2 separate regions of the Sus scrofa genome follow, and region 1 is linked to region 2. Evidence: chromatin contacts called from public HiChIP or PLAC-seq data. All regions are on one chromosome and are shown on one strand. The core of a region is the stretch at or near the end of the contact, and the rest is flanking DNA. Distances in the headings are between cores, read along the strand shown.

Region 1 (3,581 bases), core at 936-3,435, 140 kb before region 2:
TTGCTCAGTGGGTTAAGGATCTGGTGTTGCCGTGAGCTGTGGTGTAGGTCGCAGACGTGGCTTGGATGTGGCGTTGGCGTTGGTGTGGCTGTGGTGTAGGCAGGCAGTGACAGCTCCGATTAGACCCCTGGCCTGGGAACCTCCATATGCCACAGGAGTGTCAAAATGTAGAATCATTTTGGCAAAAAGACAAAATAAATAAAATAAATACTAATGTAGATAATAATTATATTTTCTTTGTTCCTTGTTATACCCCTCGTGGATATTTGGTAAATATTTTAAAAAATTAACTGCAAGCTTTACCTAATTAATTCATCTAATAGTTATTGGGTATTTACGAAGGGCCACGCGCTGTTTTGTGTAACAGACCCGTCGCTAGGATTTGGTGTGGCTGCACAGGCTGGCTGGGCCATGGTGACACAGCAGAGCGGTACGGAGTGAGAGCAGTGTCACGTCGGGGGGAGCGTGGCTTCGGAGGTCATCGTCCGTTGCCCAGAAAGCCGTCCTGGATGTTGTGGAGTCCACGAAGCACTTCACAGAGATGGGGCATTTGAGACACACATCGTTTCATAAACAGAAAAGGCGAGAAGAAAACCCTCTTCTCGGAATGATACAGAATGAACAAAGGCGTGGATTTGGAAAAAATCAAGTAGGAAAAGGCGAGCTGTTCATTGTGACAGTAAACTGTGTGTGTGTGTGTGTGTGTGTGTGTGAGAGAGAGAGAGAGACAGAGACAGAGACAGAGACAGAGAGAAAGGGAGAGAGAGAATGAATGAATGAAATTGCAGTTACCAGCGAATCACAGAGGGCCTTAAATTACACACAGAAGATTTTGCGTTTATCATTCCATACCATTAGGCCGACCACCCTGCAAAAAGTTAAGTGACACGATCAGAACTGTGTTGACAGTCCTTGTTGACAGCACTTCCTGAAATCAGCCGTGCCGACAGGCGTCTCCGTTATGTGACCGTCAGAAGAGGCTAAGGAACACCCCCCAAAAGCTCAGGGGCTTATAAGAACAAAGATTTCTCTCTCATTTATAGTACATCGATTAGCTGCAACCCTGTTGAAGCTTGTTTGTTTTTTTTTTGTTTTGACCTGGGACCCAGAATGATGGAACAATCTCTATCTAGAAAATCACCAATTATTGTCATGGAGGAAAAAAGAGAGTAGGGAAAATAAGAACTGGCCCTTTTGAAAATGATTTTTATTTTTTCCACCATAGTCGACTTACAGTGTCTGCCAAGTACTGGCTCTTAAATGGTCTGCCTGGAAGACATTTCCTGCTTGCATGCCATTGGCCAGAGCAAATTCACATGCTCCAACTTGACGCCACAGGGTGGAGAGGACAGCAAATATTTTTGAATAATAACAATACAATCTACCAGTAAATTTCCCTTTTGCTTAGGCGAACTTAGGTCATGTTTTCCGTCACTCGCAACCCACAGAACCTTAACTGAGAAAACCCCTTGAAAGAATCAAATTAGATATTTTATATAAATTAGTCAACCCATGGTAAACATGATTATAGATGGGAGCTACGGTTTCCAAGTGCGTGAACACAGTCAACTGAGAATTCTACTTTTTCTAGAATTTTCTCTATTTCTTTATTCACTATCTCGCTGACATTTGAGTTCTTTTACTGTGGCACACACTGTACTTAGTACTGGGGACAGAAACTGCACATTACATTTACAGTTTTGTTCTCCAGGTGATTTTTTAAAATAAATTTATTTATTTATTTACTTACTTATTTATTTATTGCTCTTTAGGGCTGCACCTGCGGCATAGGGAGGTTCCCAGGCTAGGGGTCGAATCAGAGCTGTAGCCACCGGCCTGTGCCACAGCCACAGCCGCAGCCACGCCAGATCTGAGCAGTGTCTGTGACCTACACCGCAATTCACGGCCACACCGGATCCTTAACCCACTGAGTGGGGCCAGGGATTGAACCTGCGTCCTCATGGATGCTAGTCTGTTCGCTAACTGCTGAGCCATGACGGCAACTCCCAGAGTAATTCTTTTAAAGTTAAAGATCATATCACTTCTCTGCTCAAAAGTCTCCAAATGCTCCACTTCACCCTTCATCCCAGATATGAACATGACTCATTTCACTCATTTCCTTTCCCAGGCCCTTGGCTCTCTGCTCAAATGTCACTTCATCAGAGAGCCCTTCCCTGATATCTTATCAAAAACGCTAATTCTTTCTGTCCCTATCCTCTGTTCCTTTACTGTTTTATTTTTCTTCATGTGGCCACTTGACATTTTACTGTTTATTTGCATGTAAACAGGAGAATGAATACAAGCATCACGAGGATTTTGCACTTTCAGTGCCAAAAACAGTCTAGAAGAGGCATGCTGATGCTTTTACTAAGTACTCTAGGCATTATTCCAACACAATATTATCTATTAAATTATGTTAGATTTGCTGTATTACTGTCCACATTTCATTGGCATGGTAGCGGAGGCACAGAATCGTTAAGTATCTTGCTCAGAGTCGCACAGCTTGTAAACGGCTTAGCTAGGATGCAAATCCAGACGCTTTTCTTTTGGGGTCCCTCTGCTCCTTAGCACTTGCCGGCTTACGTTTGATTCCGAAAGCGGTTCGTGGGGAGGCGTCGGGATGACGAGTGCCGGGGCAGTGCTGGGGACAGAGGGCGGGGAGCGAGCTGGACCCCAGCGCGCTTTCAGCAAGGGCGCGGTTCACTTAGCCTGGTGTTTTCCGGAAAGTCAGCGCACATCCGTCTGACTTGCTGGCCGAGCGGGCAGGAGCGCAAGGACTCGGGCAGGCGGCTGTGTGCGGGAGCGCGATGTATTTCTGCTGGAGCGGGGACCGCCCCAGGTCGCAGAACCCGGGGCCGGCGGGCCCGGGAGGCGACGCGCTGCTGCAGGCGGCCAGCGGGGAGCGGCACTCTCTGCTGCTGCTGAGCAACGGCGCGGTCCAGTCGTGCGGGGACAACAGCCACGGCCAGCTGGGCCGGAAGGGCGTGCAGCGCGGGGAGCGACCAGGTGAGCGCCGGGACGCAGGTGCGGGGCGCGGGGTCAGGCAGGTGGCGGGGCTGGGAGCCTTGGGTCCGCCTGGCCATAGGAGCCGGGAGAACGGTGCTCCGCGCAGCCAGAGCGCAACTCACCAGTTTCGTTTTCCCGAGGAGCCTCGGGTTTGTTTCGGTTTCTAGTAGTTTTATTTTCAAAAGGAAACTGAAAGCCAAACTAAATTGGACTGCCTGCCTCTGAGCAAAGTTGCCTTTCGAGACCAGTCCTTACCTGCGCGAATCTATCTGAACAGAGTAACTTTCCAAACGTGCTTTGTGCTTTGGGCACCTGTAACTCCCTCAGAATTACTGTAGGGCCTCTTTTTTCCCTAAAATTAATGTACCTAATAGTAGTTAACATATGTATTATGTAAATATATGTGGTAGCGATTTTACTATCATTGTAGAAAAATAGGGAAAGAAATCGCTAATCATTGCAGTTCCCGTCCCGGCTCAGTGGTTACAACCCCCCCACTAGGATCCAAGAGGATGCAGGTTCCATCACTTAGTGGACTAAGCATCTGGAGTTGCCAGTGATGTGTGGTGTAGGCT
Region 2 (3,264 bases), core at 185-2,684:
AATAATCGGATAGGCTATTCCCAGCTCTTCATTAATCAATTCATTTGTCGATGGTTCATATCTGAGGGGCAGAAGAAAACCAAAATGAATCCCGGAAGAGTCTGAGGTTCAATAAACAGTAACATTTATCCAATTCTTCACACAGTTAGAGCCAGAAAAGCAGAATTAGACTGTTTTTCATTCTAAAAGCAGCAGTAGCCAATTCAACCATTTCTCTTAGAAAAGGAATCTCTAATTGTTCCCATTTTAGTCTGTTTCTCTCATTTTCTTTTTCACGTTATTCTTAAGCTATGCCTTAGTGGAAAAAAAAAAAGAAAAGATCTCTCCTTTTCATCCAAATATTCCTTCATGACTCTTTTAAACCCTCAAACGATCCCAGCTAATTTACTACTGGAACAGACACGAGAGGAAAATTCAGCTTCTTCGCTTATCAGAACACCTGCCTCACTGATCCATGAGAAGGAAACCACGGAAGCAGCAATCTACCACCCAAAGGCAGCCACTGATGACACTGCGGTGTTTGCTAGTATTGTCCACGTTCAGGTTTAGCAGCCTGCAACTGCAGAGATGTTTATCCTAAAGAGTCTAGGTGAAAGGTTAAGAAGGCCTTTACAGAACCGGCTGGTCGAGAACTAAAAACCAAAGGGCCGCACACGTAGCTGATGCGCTTAAGATCCTACCCGGCGTTTTCGCAACAATCTGGAAGCTATCACATTTTTCATCGCCTTGCCTTAAAAATCTGAATGCCATGGATTAGTCTTCCGAATCCCGAGTTCATAACCCTGGCTGTACAGGAAGATCACTTGGGATCCTTTCAAGAAAATACGCAGTTGCTCTGGCTCGGCCCCAAGGCCTTCGGATTGAGCCCGGGTGGGGCGTTGCCTAGAGATCTGCGTTTTAAGAAGGATTCCCCCGAGATTCTAAAACGCTGCCGGCGGAGAAGCTGCCCGCCAGGATCCAGGCCTGCGAGTGGCCGGTTTGGTCCGGGAGGCCTGGGGCTCGGCTGGGGCCTCCTCCCGCCCTTCCCGCGGCGGAGCGAGTACCCGGGAAGCTGGCGGGCCCGGGTCCAAAACATGGCAGCGAAGAACACCCGGGTGACCTGAACGTCTCCCCGGCGACAGGGGGCCACCAGGGAAAAGCCGCAGCGGACGAATCTTACCTGAGCGGCTTCTTGGACAGCGGGCACACCAAGAACTCCAGCAGCGCCGGGTCGAAGGCGCGTGGCGGTTTCCCCTCCTTCTTGTTCTCGTCCGCGGACGGCCGCGAGCCCGAAGCGTGCAGGCACCTCCTGGCGACCGCGGACGGCGGCGCGCGTGTCCCTCGCAGCGCTAAGGCGAGCCGACCGCGCGCTCCGCTCAGCATGGTCTGGCCGCCGGCGCGCGGACCTCCGCACCCCCTGGGCCGCTCCGGCCGCTCCAGCCGATCCCGGGGAGTCCCGCCCAGGCGGCCAGGCCCCGCCCCCCGGTGCTCGGGAAACGCTGCCCCCGACGGCTGGAGGCCCGCTCTTTGGTTCCGAGGGCGCTCGGGACCCGACTGCTTTTCCCGCGGCACCGCTCGGTATGGAGAGCCCCGCCTGCAGCCTGGGCTTTCTGCGGCTCTTCCTGCCCGTTTGCAGGTTGCAGACAAAACCCACGCTCAAGTGGAGGCGTCCTGAGTTTTCACCAGGGCCTGTCGCAGGGCCTCCAGGAAGCCAGTGGCCGGACCTCAGAGTCACACAGTGATAGACTTGGACCTCCGTGGTTATCACCAAAAGGAGGTTTCCAACACACTGTCACACTGGGTATGTTAAAAAGCATTACTTGTTTTATGTGTATCTGTCAGTCTTTGCAGTACCACACTTCCTATAACCTTGTTTGGCTTTTTTTTTTTCTCCTTTCATTAAAAAAAATATAAGAACGGGAAAAGAATGGCTTAGTCCTCTTAAACTTAAGATGCCCAGTTTCTTACCCTGGGCTCAATGGCATAATAATAGCACCACTCATTTGCTTCTGTAAATGAGCTTGGAAACCGCAAGGAGTCTAAGTAACTGTGTCCTTTAATTAAGTGGGTGATCCACACAGTGGTTTTTTTCTCGCCCCGCATTTGCTTCTGACTCTCCCAGAAAATGATGCGGATTTGATCTCTTTCTTATAGTGTAGGAGGTAAGTGCCGGGGGTCCGGGCCTGACACCTTGGTCCCAGGTGCATCGTTTACTAGTTGTAGGGCTCCCGCAAATCTCCTAACTCCCCAGCTTTCTTTTCTTTTTCTTTTTTTTTTTTTTTTTTTTTTTTTTGTCTTTTTGCCATTTCTTGGGCCGCTCCCGCGGCATATGGAGGTTCCCGGGCTAGAGGTCGAATCGGAGCTGTAGCCGCCGGCCTACGCCAGAGCCACAGCCACGCGGGATCCGAGCCGCGTCTGCAACCTACACCACAGCTCACGGCAACGCCGGAACCTTGACCCACTGAGCAAGGGCAGGGACCAAACCCGCAACCTCATGGTTCCTAGTCGGATTCGTTAACCACTGCACCACGACGGGAACTCCCTCCCCAGCTTTCTTATCTGTGTAATTAGATTAATTATTGTTCCTACCTCATATAATTCCATCCTGGGGCTTAAAATGTGCTAATGAATGCAAAGAGTATTTAGAAAAATGCCTGTGGCAAATGAATGCTCAGTTAATGGCATATGTTGTCATTTTTATTTTCTCTATTCTTTGCAGCCCAGTATACTAGAAGATTCTTGGTTAGTCATCAAAATCCACCCCCTTTTTTTGTCCTTTTAGGGCCGCACCTGCAGCACATGAAAGTTCCCAAGCTAGATAGAGCTCAAATACGAGCTGCAGCTGCCAGCGTACACCAGAGCCACAGGAAAGCCAGATCTTAACCCATTGAGCGAGGTCAGGGATCAAACCCGCATCCTTATAGATACTAGTTGAGTTCGTAACCTGCTGAGCCACGAGGGGAACGTCCAAATTTTCTCGTTGTCTCGCTAAATATTGAATCTTTTCTTGCATCGTTGGGGCTTTACCACTTCACACTTTGAGCTCCTGGGAGGTGGGGATAGGAGTTGAGGGATATATAGATACACATACAAGATTGTATGTCCAAATTTCTCTTCCACTCAGCAGTGCAAAAGCAGAGGCAATTTGTGTTGTCTGTTCACTCTACTTTAAAAAATCTACTACATCATTGGATGCTCTTTGTTCACTAATGTGCAAAAGATTTCAGCCTGAGGCAGCTGTCAGGGATGTAGCCTCAAGAGGTCCCGTTGTTAAGTTCCTATGTT

The links. HiChIP or PLAC-seq counts read pairs in DNA pulled down with a chosen protein or histone mark.
Region 1: an H3K27ac HiChIP or PLAC-seq map of alveolar macrophages shows a contact between it and region 2. The contact joins the promoter of HERC6 here to the promoter of PIGY in region 2. A contact is called at or near these places in 1 of 47 Hi-C or Micro-C datasets (embryonic fibroblasts) and 1 of 2 datasets of contacts at active chromatin or transcription factors (alveolar macrophages).

What each region holds. Positions count from the first base shown.
Region 1 is chr8:130,664,195-130,667,775 of Sscrofa11.1, reverse strand. HERC6 (probable E3 ubiquitin-protein ligase HERC6) reads left to right here and starts at 2,185. Exons shown (of 22, transcript XM_021100765.1): 1 at 2,185-3,006. The coding sequence starts at 2,808.
Region 2 is chr8:130,525,741-130,529,004 of Sscrofa11.1, reverse strand. PIGY (phosphatidylinositol glycan anchor biosynthesis class Y) reads right to left here and starts at 1,434. Exons shown (of 2, transcript NM_001271967.1): 1 at 1,160-1,434; 2 at 1-61. It overlaps PYURF (PIGY upstream reading frame), which reads right to left and starts at 1,434. Exons shown (of 2, transcript NM_001271968.1): 1 at 1,160-1,434; 2 at 1-61. The coding sequence starts at 1,362.